Linked DNA regions of Mus musculus: all the other regions are linked to region 2. A link is a contact called in public Hi-C and HiChIP or PLAC-seq data. All regions are on one chromosome and are shown on one strand. Each heading gives the region's core, a stretch centred on a gene start, on an enhancer-like site or on the middle of the called end of the contact. The rest is flanking DNA. Distances are from core to core; before and after follow the strand shown. Region 1 overlaps Dock2 (dedicator of cyto-kinesis 2). Region 2 holds the start of Dock2 (dedicator of cyto-kinesis 2). Region 3 overlaps Dock2 (dedicator of cyto-kinesis 2). Region 4 overlaps Dock2 (dedicator of cyto-kinesis 2).

Region 1 (2,700 bases), core at 97-2,596, 360 kb before region 2:
GCATCACCACTACCCCAGAGCGCAGATGCTCACTTCCATAGCAAACAAGGCTCATAACAGGTCTCCAAGCTAACATTTACACCCTAACCTCAACCTCTTGCTAGCTCCTTTCCTATCTCATCATCTCTTGAGAAGTCAGAGGGTATTAAGTACCTGTGGGCGAATCTTCGTTCACTACTGCCCGGAACACCATCCATCACCCATCTTTCACGGGGAATAATTTGTACTCTGAGGGAGGATAAAAGTTGGGGTTCACAATATACTGTTAATAAGTGATGATTTCAGCAGAAGCCTGGAATCTCAGCATCTCTGAGACCAAGGCAGGAAGACAACAAGTTCAAAACCAGTCTGGGCTACAAAGTGAGGCTCCATGGCAAATCAAAATCAAAACCAAACAACAACGACAACGACACAGTAATCATGAGCTCTCTGTTTCCTCCACCTGACAGTGGTAATGACCAGCACTTGTCTGCTCCCTCCCATTTACTCCTCAAGCATTTCCTACAAGGTATTTACGACAAGTGCCACTTTTCAACCGAATGAATGGAGGCAGGAGAGAGGAGCCATTTGTCAAAGCAGAAGATATGGAGAGTGGGAAGGGGGTGTTGGGGGATAGGGATCTTTTAAGGTCTGCCAAAATTGGGAGCCAGGTCCCTTGAAACACCTATGACAACAGCAAACACCAAATTAAACATGGTCTTCTCTTTGCGACTTTCTCTTTCGCTCCTATCCCTGGTCCCTGTTGGTCACTCCATCCTGAGTGCCCACGGCACTGCACAGGATGCCGGTTTTTCACATTACATTGGGATTTCTTTCATCAATCTCTCATGTTCCTCTCCACTAGGAAGCAGTGTCCTTGGAGACAGGAGTTGTCACTCCATCCCTGGGAGCCTCCACAGGCATCCTATGTCATGTGAAAGACCACATATTGCAGTGTAAGTTCTGCTGAGTTGAATGAGGAGAAAATGTGGCCATGGAGAAGAAAAACTAGGGGCCAAGGTCAGATCCTGCCTGCTGCCGCCTTCCCCCCATCTTTCAAATAAAGCCCTGGGCTCTCCTGGCTTCAAATGACGTTTAGAAGGTAAGAACACACGCAGGAAGAGGCTTCAGGAAGCGGGTTTTCTCTGTAATTCCTATTTTTAAAGAAATGGTGCTTGAGGATTTTTTTTTTTTTTTGATCATAAAAAGAAAGTGAAGTTATTTCAGAAAAAAAGAAATGAAACTCAAGAAATCTGCAATTCCTGAGTGCACCGAACTCGGGAAATGCTGAATGGGGTTAGTGCCTGGGTCTGGCCTCTGGGAGGCCATGGGGTCTGCTGAGAACTGGACTTCTCCTTCCCAGACCTCAGCCCCCTGATGACTTCCCTGCTGTCCTGTTCCTACCGCCCTTCCTACGCACTGAGTCACTGAACATGATTGTTTATTGGAGAAAGCCCTGGTGGATGCCACTTAAAGACAAATGGGTGCCCTGGATGAATCTGACAACAAGTCTAGAAAGGTGGGTTTGATTGTGAAGGGCCACTTGACAGAATTAATTCCTTCAAGTAACTCAAGAAGAGCTGTGTCCTAGTGGGGACAACAGGGACCTGAGGCTCATGCCTCTTTCATTACAGTGGTTCCAGTGGTCTGTTCTTTCTCCATGGGGAGTCATCCTTAGGGGATAAGCCATTAGCAAGTAGTTCTTATGGGCTCCTTAATAGTGTGGGAGAGGATTGCTATAAAGGCCGGGGAGTTTGGTGCCACCTCTTTCTCTGTTTTCTAGCTTGGTATATGGCCACTTGCTGTGGCATCCGGTATCACCAGAGCCCTTAGATCTTCATGTAATGAGTGAAAGAAGAGAGGGGCTGGGCTCTAGAGTCTCCACCATATGGACAGTTTAAACCTTTGCTATTTTATAACTAGCCTGCTTTAGGTACTTTGTTATAGTAATGCAAAGCTGACAGACACACCCTGCATCTTAATGTTCACTGAACATCCCAACAAAGGGCCATGAAATCTTCTGATCCTGTCATCATGTCAAGTCAGGAAAAAGGACTTGAACATGAAAGATAACAACAACAACAACAACAACAACAACAAAGGACCAGCAAGATGGTTTAGTGCTTAATGGGGCTTGTGACCAAGTCTAACCATCTGGATCTCAGGAACACACAGTGGGAGAAATAGACACCTGCAAGTTGTTCTGTGACTGCATGATCATATGTATGTACACATACACACACAAGATATAAATAATGTAATTTAAAAGAAGAAGGAGGAAGAAGAAGAGGAAGAGGAGGAGGAAGAGGAGGAAGAGGAGGAGGAAGAGGAGGAGGAGGAGAAGGAGAACAATAACAACAACAACAACAACAACAACAACAACAACAACAGCATCAGCAACAGCATCAGCAACCACCACCACCCAGTTCTTGCTTCTCAAGGGCCTGCTATTTGTTAAGGCTGATGCTTTGCAAACAAAGGAACTAAGGGACCAAAGCCATTAAATGGGCTCCTCAGGCCTTGAGAGAACTATGGTATAGTTCCCCACTTGTCAGATCCCTTCAGAATCCACAGCTTGCTTCACTGCCCGTAGAAAACAATGCTGACTGAGATGGTGGTCAGCCAAGGCCAAGGGCAGACATTTTGTTCTAAAGACTGTCCCCAGTGCCGGGAAACAGCACAAGAGATTCTGCAGAGTCTTATCTTTAAGAACACACTTAA
Region 2 (2,793 bases), core at 208-2,707:
AAGGCACCCAGAGATGGCCCAGCTGTCTCAACTCCTCACACTTCTCTAACCTTTTGCCTCCCTCCAAGCCCTGTGCCCACCATCTCCAGTGGCCTTCACAATGCAATGCTATGAAATAGGAAAGTGTTAGTACCTGTCATAGAGTGGGGGGAGGAAGGGTGTGGTCTAGGCTTCCACTTAACCCACACCACACCCTTGCCTCCCCTCACAGCAGATTTAAGAGCCCTTCCTTTCTGAGCGTGCTTCTCCAGGCCAGCTAATTTGCCCTAAGACACAAGGTTGCCCCGCCCACATCCCCTGCCCTTTTCACAGTCCTTCTGTTCCTGTATAAATTGCTAGTGGGGATACCCCAGGTGGAAAGGCCGGAGTTGGAGAAGTTTTGAACTTTTAAAGGAGCCTTTATTGAGTCAAATTCAAACTTCCCATTTTATGGATGGAGAACCTGAGACCCCTTGCAGATATGACTTGTCAGTTCTCTGCTGGGGACTTTTCATCTCAAAGTGCCTCACAGTGCCAAATGCTTGCCTGTAGAGGATGGATAGATCTGAGAACCCCCAAAGTAGCCACTCTCAAACTGTGGCTCATGAATACACACACACACCCTGCATCTATCACTCCCACCTCTGAGCTGCCTCAGGCCCGGCCTGTTGAAGCATCCTCTCTTGGGGAGATCTGCGATCTGGCAGTATGGAAATCCCCCAGTCAACCTTTAAATTCTCACTTAGAGTTGGCAGGATTGCATCACTGGTGCCACTTAGAGTCACATTACCTGACACCTCCCTTCCCCCAGCCACCACTTCCGCCCCCAGTTTGAAGCAGAGGCTTCTGGGAGCTTAGATGGCTGAAGCTGATGAGGCTGTTTTCTCCGATAATTTGACAGGACTCACTCTCTCAAAAGCTCTAATGAAAGACCCCATTGGCTTTGTCCCGGCCCCAAACTGGATACCTGGGATATTAGAGCAGTTAGATCAGAGTCACCTGACCGAGAGCAAACCAGCAAACGAGATGGACAGAGCCATGGTGGCTTGAAGACTGGCTAATGGAGAGTGCTCTGTGCAAAGCAAAGTCTGGTACACAGAGCTGCGGGGCCACCTCATCTTAAGGATGTGTGAGCAAGCACTTGGGAGAGGCTGAAGGCAAGAATATACTTTCTCTGCCTTCATTTTCTCCTTCAACCCGGCGACTGCAGCAGAGAGAAAGCACTGCGTTCCAGACCATAAGTTAGCATGGCCCGCCCTGCCCTCACCCATCCTGCAGGTCCCATCACATCTGCCTCCAGCCACCTGCCCTCTGCCGCAGCGCAGACCCAGTGCCCACACTTGCCCACACCTACCCACTCCGTGACGCTCCTTGTCAGTTTTGCGCCAGGGGGCCATGGCAAGACCGGAGCCTTGAGAGCCTCCTGTTCTCTAGTGAAGAAGCTGGCTGGGGTGGTTAGGCGCCTTGCAGGGCCCCACTTCCTTCCTCTTTTTAAACTCTCTCTCTCTCAAGGTCCGCCTTCCCCTCCTCTGGGTCCCCACTCCCTCCTCCCCCTTCTTCTCCAGCAGGGGCACACACAGCCAAGGGCTAGAAGATTGCCTTCAAAATTTGGAGACCACCCTCATTTGTCTCTTCCGGAGGAAAGTGGCTACAAGGCATACAGGTACTTAAAGCCAACCCAGACCGCGAGGGTAGAGTTTCCCTGACTTCTGAACCCTGTTAGTGACTAAGCATGAGCTTTGGGGGCTGATCTTCATTTCTCGGTGTTTCGGGTTCTTCATCAGGAAGATGGGGTAAGATTGCCCCTTCACCTGCTTTTCCTGAGGATTAGAGAAGAACCTGTACTCAGTGAGTGACACGCTAGAGATGGGGTCACTTTAGTTAGCATCCTTTCTGTGCCATGAACCCAACTGGGAATCCGATGCCAGCCCAGAAGCCTCCCTCTAACACTACTCAGGCACACCAGCAGGTCTGGGCACCTTCACCACCAGCAAGCGTGGGCAGGGCAAGAGACAGCCAGGGTGAATTAGACAGACATTTCCCCACAAACCTGAAGTTTGCTCTTGGAATAGATTCAATTGAAGAGGAAAATATCTCTCAGGGCTACCATCACAATGATCTAAGTCTCCTTGAATTTTCTTTCTTTATTACCATTTCCCATAACCTCTTTCTGCCCTACCCCAGACACATTAGGAAAGACCAGGCAAAATCACTACTGACAGTTTTCACAAAATACCAATTTTCTTTCATTTTAATTTATTGGCTTTTCAGTTTCTGACAGCACAAGTTGGGTGCATCTGTTAGATTACTTTTCCCTAGGAACACATGAAACCCTCTACCCACCACAGATAGGGCTCTAATGACAGACCTTAGCAATGACTCCTCTCAAGTCTAGGTTGGGAAATCAAAGAGTTCGTTGAATTTGCTTCTAGGAACACAACTGAGGGGTTACTTAAAGGAGCATAGGTGAACCCCAAAACAGCTACATCACTAAAATGTCTCACCCCACATTGGATGAGAACTTCCCCATAGCTGCATAGGTATAGTCTCCTCTTTCATTAATCCATCACACACTCTGTCACCTCTCAGACCATGTGACTATGTATGCCTGAGACAAAGTTACATGCAGCTGCCAGAGACACTCAGAAAGGACTGGCTGAAATCCCAGAAGGGGTTCTAATGACTCCCCCACTCTCCCTTGGCAACAGGCCAAATCTTGGGGAATCTCTTGGGAATAGTCACAAGTGTTCTAGTGGCCCTTGTAAGAGCTAGAAGATTTGGAAGACAGCACAGCACAGCAGCAGCAGCCACAGT
Region 3 (2,776 bases), core at 223-2,722, 270 kb before region 2:
TTGCTACCAACAGACACAAACACTTCCAAACAGACCTGTGTAGGAGGGATACACGGTTACAAAACAAAGCCTGACATCTTTCTGGTCCCAGAGTAAACACTAGTCTCTCCCTGCCAAGTTTCAAACCATTTAGTTTTAGCCAGAAGACAGATGGTCAAGGTCCATGGAAACAGAAAACACCACAGCACTCTTCCCTTAGAGATACTGAGCAGTTCTGGAAAAGAGCAGATACGCTGCTGTCTCCAGGTTTGCTCACTGATTGAGTCCTTGGGTGTGAATCAAGGCTGCATACAATTAGAGCTGAGGTTCCTGGATACCACCATATCATCACCAAACAACAGTATCCTTTCATTTAACAGTATGTACATCTTGGTTTAGGCACTGAGAAGAGAACTGGAGTACTCTTGAACATGTCTTTTCTGTTTTCTTCAATTCAACATCCTGTTGGCCCCCAAAGGTTGGCAGGAAGCAGTAGGACTCCGTGTTTAAAGCAGCAGAGTGCAGGCTAGTGATGGAGCTCAGCAATAGAACCTTTGCCTAACAGGGTCATGGCCAAGGATTGGATCCTTGGCTTGGAGAGCAGAGATGAGGACTGGGGACAAGTAGAAGCAACCCACAGTAGCAGCATGAAAAGGCAGGCCATCTGCCCTCAAGTTCAAAGGAAGTCGGGAGTCTTATTGATGGGCTCCTATTTTCTAACCAGCAAACTGAAAAGAATACAGTTGCCTAAACATTTAGTGTTGAAGACTGCATTAAAAACAAAAAAACAAAACAAAAACCTGAACTATTAGTATTTCTATAGCTTTTTGGTTGAGACAAATTTTCATAACTGCCTGCCATGGAATCTGTAATTCCCAAACATTACCCCAAGTATGGAAGATGTAGTTGAGAAATAGGACAACATTAAACAATCACTAATCACTTGAAGATCTGGAAGAGAATTCCCATTTTTTTTTATTGTATTTATTCTTACTTTGTGTGCATTGGTGTTCCATCTGAATGTATATCTGTCTGTGTGGGGGTGTCTAATCCCCTGGAACTAGAGTTATAGACAGTTGTGAGCTGCCATGTGGGTGCTGGGAATTGAACCTGGGTCCTCTTGAAGACTAGGAAGTGCTCTTAACCACTGAGCCATCCCCAAATCCCGCCCCTCCCCCTTTTGCTGTTAGTACAGAGTATCATTTCTCTGCCCTGAATTCATGTTGTAATCTGTGAGCCACTTCTCAGGAATAAACTACTTATTTATTTTCCTGTTAGTTTGGACATTTGGACATTTTACCCCAGTTTGAAAGGGAAAGCAGAGCTGTTCTAAAGCTTCTTGCCCTCATGTGGACATCTGCCCAACTTTCTCTTGTGTAGCTTTCCTCTACCTTTTGCCATAAAGATTTGGATCTTCAGTGGAGCTATTCTACACCACTGTTGGTGGTAGTATTGATGGCACTCAGCTCTTCTGCAATGTTCATAGCTGTGGTTAAGTTACTCAACCCCTGTGAGTCTTCTTTTGCTCATCTTAAAAGCTGCGATAGAGTGTTTGTATCACAAGGTGTTGCTACAAAGATCAAAGGAGCTAACAATATCTGTAAGGTTTTTACTCAAGAGCATGACATGTAATCAATGATAAAACACAAAAGAAACAAACCCAAACACAATAGGAACAAGACAGAAGCCAACACTTTCATTCATCCCACCAAAAGGTGTTTGAACATTGACTGTTGCCAGAACGTCCCTGCCCTCCTGGACATTCCAACAGCTGTCAGCTTGAATGTCAGAGAGCATGCTAGACAGCAAGGCATTTAATGCATCTATTCATTTAGTTCTACCGAGACCATCAAAATGGGCATTATGCAATATCATGAATTTTGAAAAGGTGGCAATTTGTGACCAGAGTCCCTTAACTCATGGTGCAGCTACATGTAGATAGATCATGAGTGTGTACTGCTGAGCCTGTCAACTCCCCTCACTTTCATCAACCCTTGAGACACAACTTGTGCACAAAGACACTCTTCAACATGTGGCCTGTTACTGAAAATACTTGGAAGCGTTTGGCCCAAATCATTCCTGTGATATAGAGAAGAATATCGACTTTGGACTCAGGAGTGTTTATGACTTCAATTTCTAGCTCCTCCTCTTTGGACAAGTGTAATTTGGAATGAGATTATTAATTTATCAGCTTCTATGAACACTGGGAACTCTGGATCCCTGCAGATTTCTGGTTAGGTTAAGAACGCTGTATGTGAAGGGCCCAGCTCTATTCTGGGAATATAGATTAGGCACTCGATCCATGGAAGGCTTTTGAATTGTGTTTCTCTACTCTGAACAACTGGCCTTATATTAACTTCATGGTTTTGAATTGAGTTGTTATGATGTCAACAAAGGATAAAGAAAACCACTGAAAATACCACACAGAGCCAGGTGAGCTTTAGGAACAGAGAATAACTTGCTTAGGTCCATAAGTCATAATGGACAAAGGCAAGATTTGAACCAGACCCACGTCACTTATAACTAAAGCAGTCGCGACTGGGGGCTCCTGCTATGAGTGTCTACGCAGCTGGAAGTGCTCAGTTTGAACCAGGAATGTCAACTGTGAGTATTCTCTGACACAGACTTTCCTATGGGGCCAACAACAAGAAGCTATTTCTCGATTGAGATTCTCTTCCTAGATAACTCTATGTCAAGTTGACCAAAACTATCCAGCACAATGAGTAACAATTATTTAAGCTAAGTGACATAACAGACCCGTGTTTCACGTTTTCCACAGACTACTTCTTTTAACCTT
Region 4 (2,700 bases), core at 44-2,543, 440 kb before region 2:
GGACAACCCCTTTACATAGTCCCAAGTACTTAGAATAGGTACCTCTCTCATAAGTAGGCTCCTGGGTACTTCCAGTTATAAATCTGCCCACTCTTCAGTCAGCATCATCATTGCCTCTGTGCCTAGATTATCAACGAAAAGGGCACAGACTGCACCTTCAGGGACCCTTTCTCACTGTGCACAAGGAAATGTTCAAGGAAATGTTTTGAAGTTGAATTAATAATCTAGGAACTGATTCACAATGGGACTGCCTTAACTTGTTAAAATTTTAAAAATTGCTAAGGAAATTTGCCAAAGACACACACACACACACACACACACACACACACACGGTATATACATACACACATACCCATAAACACAAAAATATACTTATACATATGTTTGGCATATACATACACATACATATACACGGATTCTTTACTCTCTGTCCTAAGTCACTCTCTGGGTCATTATCTCCATTTTATCTCCTTAGTAATCATCACCATCTGAAATTAATATACTCATATGCCTATTTGTTGTTGTTTTAATTTCTGAGGGCCTTGCTGAAATGCAAGCTCACTGGGAGAAAGACAACCTGCCCTGTTCCAGCACAGTACCCCTGGAGACCAGGCCACAGGGACAAAGGAATGGCTGTTATGTGAATGGATGAGAGAGGCTGTCAGGCAGTTCTTTCTCACACCTAGACTTTAAATCAGGAAGTAGAGAGCGGTGTACCATTGACACATTCTAAAAGGAGCTGTCTGGGTCTCTTGGGAGACAAGAAGTCAGTCTCAGGGGAAAGGGAGTAGGGATGGTGACTCATGAGCCTGTTTCTGGCAACAGCAAGGACACCCCCACCCCCACCCCCATCAAGCTTTATGTCTGTGTGTTCACGCCTGGGCAGCAGGTGCCATGACAGTAAATGATCCCGTACTGTTCCTCTCTTCCAGATAGCTGGCAATGGAGGGGAAAATGCCTCTCCACTGACCGGTAGCCACTACCTCTTCACACAAAGGAGAACAGTTCTTGGTCTGGCTCCCAGCATTGGGGAGATATCTGTTTTCAATCTTAGAGGAGGAGAATAAATAAATCATGAAACAAAAGGAAGCAGTTAAATGTTGAGGGTCAGAAAAGCCCTGATGCCAGGGCAGAGAGATCTGAACCCAATGGGGAAATCTGGCGCTAGCTGAGCGGCCTTGGGCAGGACGTATCAGCTCTCTGAGTTTGTGTGCTTGCCATCTGCAGAGCCTACCTTGGAGCAGGGTTACAGTGAGGATAATGGATAAGGAAGCATGCAGTCAATGCCTGGCATGCAGCTGCAGCCCTGTCTAAGCGCCAGCTCTCTCCTCAGTCCCCTTGGGGAATGTGCTCCCTCTTCTAAGCATCTTCACCTCCCCTACTGGGGCTCTGCTCATTAATATATTCAAGGGAGTTCACTGGTGACTGTATCGCTTGCCAGTTAAAAGAACAGCATCCACTTTCAGACTGCTTATAACCCTATCAAAGCTCCATCACTCAGTAGGTGTGTGACCTTGGAAGGGTGGGTAATCGCTAGGGACTCCAGTTTCCAAAACAATGCAGTGATGCTCAGCATGGAAAGAGGATAAATGCTTACTGCTGCGGGCATGTGTTTAGAGCAGTGCCTGCTTCCTCTAGAACTTACTCCAGCCCAAATGTCCTCATGGCCCCTCTGTTCCCAGACCTCTCTGTTGTCCCTCCATCATAGCAAATTCCCCTGTGGACACAGTGCTCCTGACTGAGTTGTGCTTTCTCCCTACAACACCACCATCTCTTATCTTCCTGTAACTGGCACCGCTCTGCTATGTAGGTTCACCCTCCGGGCCCTCTTCAAAGTGAGCATTTTGTTGACTATCCAACCTCAACTTGCCCTTTTATCCCAAGACAAACTCCCACCATATTAATTTCAGAATATCTCTTATTATACAAAATTAGTTTTCTTATGTGGTTAGTGTTTTCATTGTCTCACCCTGTCCCACTGCTATGTAGCCACCCAAGAATAAGGAATGGCCTGCCTCTCTCTTGAAAGAGTGTCTGGTGTATAGTGAGAGGTGAATGAATGAATGAATGAATGAATGAATGAATGAATGAATATGTTGAAGGTCCTGGTCCCATGCAGTATTTTCTTGGAATTCTGCTACTCTATACCCTGTCTGTGATCTTTGGTAAAGGCTAGTTTCTAAAACTCTTTGTCCTTTCCTCTAAATATGGAACCCAGCTAACTGTGCACTTGACAAAGTCCAAAGATAGCTCTCTCAGGCCCTCAGAGGGTTCTTGTGAAAAACCCTCCGTATTCCTGTCACAGGACCTTGAATCCTGCCTCCTGAAGGTGCAGCAGCTGCCACCTGCCTGTCTCAAAAGGTCACAGAAGTTGGGACTTCCTCTTTCCATAGCCTTCCAGAATGATCCTCTCCGGTTGAGGCTTCATCTTCTCTCTGGATGATCAGAAACCTGGATTCCATCCACACTCAAGGGAGGAGTCGGTCAGTCATTCGTAGCAAGGGTCTGTGGCAATGAACTACTCTTGGCTCTAAGGGTTTCCCCTAAGCTGAGGGTTTGCAAGTGGCTTTGGGGCACAAGGAAGGATTGCCACTGGGGTGTTACCCTAGTGTTCCAATAAACCTTTGCAGGCAGCATGAGAACTGCTCACTTTCTAGAGAAATGTACTTGGGTACAGGAGACTCTCATGCAAATAAAGAT

The links. Hi-C and Micro-C count contacts between places; a contact is called where the count stands out from the background. HiChIP or PLAC-seq counts read pairs in DNA pulled down with a chosen protein or histone mark.
Region 1: a Hi-C map of bone marrow-derived macrophages shows a contact between it and region 2, with 23 read pairs. The contact joins the enhancer-like site here to the promoter of Dock2 in region 2. A contact is called at or near these places in 4 of 39 promoter capture datasets (embryonic stem cells, pre-B cells and stem cell-derived epiblast-like cells), 2 of 15 datasets of contacts at CTCF or cohesin (large pre-B cells and pro-B cells), 10 of 484 Hi-C or Micro-C datasets (B cells, bone marrow-derived macrophages, embryonic stem cells and 1 more), 16 of 115 datasets of contacts at active chromatin or transcription factors (the 230-238 cell line, T-cell acute lymphoblastic leukemia, bone marrow-derived dendritic cells and 5 more) and 2 of 9 other capture datasets (adipose tissue and pancreatic islet).
Region 3: an H3K27ac HiChIP or PLAC-seq map of acute myeloid leukemia shows a contact between it and region 2, with 2.5 times the contacts expected there. The contact joins the enhancer-like site here to the promoter of Dock2 in region 2. A contact is called at or near these places in 9 of 39 promoter capture datasets (the C10 cell line, the HPC-7 cell line, cranial neural crest and 4 more), 2 of 15 datasets of contacts at CTCF or cohesin (large pre-B cells and pro-B cells), 12 of 484 Hi-C or Micro-C datasets (B cells, the Ba/F3 cell line, CD4 T cells and 8 more), 13 of 115 datasets of contacts at active chromatin or transcription factors (the 230-238 cell line, CD8 T cells, the SCID.adh cell line and 8 more) and 4 of 9 other capture datasets (adipose tissue, liver, macrophages and 1 more).
Region 4: an H3K4me3 HiChIP or PLAC-seq map of the 230-238 cell line shows a contact between it and region 2, with 10 read pairs. The contact joins the enhancer-like site here to the promoter of Dock2 in region 2. A contact is called at or near these places in 5 of 39 promoter capture datasets (the C10 cell line, embryonic stem cells, stem cell-derived epiblast-like cells and 1 more), 1 of 15 datasets of contacts at CTCF or cohesin (large pre-B cells), 6 of 484 Hi-C or Micro-C datasets (the N1E-115 cell line, embryonic stem cells and granulocyte-monocyte progenitors) and 10 of 115 datasets of contacts at active chromatin or transcription factors (the 230-238 cell line, the SCID.adh cell line, T-cell acute lymphoblastic leukemia and 4 more).

What each region holds. Positions count from the first base shown.
Region 1 is chr11:34,426,100-34,428,799 of GRCm38.p6, forward strand. The region is part of intron 27 of Dock2 (dedicator of cyto-kinesis 2); the gene reads right to left. Among named protein-coding and RNA genes, the nearest start is that of Gm29887, 80 kb to the right of the region's middle. Within about 2 kb of position 1,347, at least 8 of the 459 cell types and tissues checked have an H3K27ac peak or open chromatin away from gene starts, as enhancers often do. A contact at or near this core is called in bone marrow-derived macrophages, where this site is marked.
Region 2 is chr11:34,782,448-34,785,240 of GRCm38.p6, forward strand. It overlaps Dock2 (dedicator of cyto-kinesis 2), which reads right to left and starts at 1,458. Exons shown (of 52, transcript NM_033374.3): 1 at 1,334-1,458. The coding sequence starts at 1,376.
Region 3 is chr11:34,508,874-34,511,649 of GRCm38.p6, forward strand. All of the region lies in intron 23 of Dock2 (dedicator of cyto-kinesis 2), which reads right to left. The region is part of intron 2 of Gm29887 (a long non-coding RNA gene); the gene reads left to right. Among named protein-coding and RNA genes, the nearest start is that of Gm29887, 3.3 kb to the left of the region's middle. Within about 2 kb of position 1,473, at least 1 of the 459 cell types and tissues checked has an H3K27ac peak or open chromatin away from gene starts, as enhancers often do. A contact at or near this core is called in acute myeloid leukemia, where this site is marked.
Region 4 is chr11:34,343,193-34,345,892 of GRCm38.p6, forward strand. All of the region lies in intron 27 of Dock2 (dedicator of cyto-kinesis 2), which reads right to left. The region is part of intron 1 of Insyn2b (inhibitory synaptic factor family member 2B); the gene reads left to right. Among named protein-coding and RNA genes, the nearest start is that of Insyn2b, 30 kb to the left of the region's middle. Within about 2 kb of position 1,294, at least 24 of the 459 cell types and tissues checked have an H3K27ac peak or open chromatin away from gene starts, as enhancers often do. A contact at or near this core is called in the 230-238 cell line, the N1E-115 cell line and pro-B cells, where this site is marked.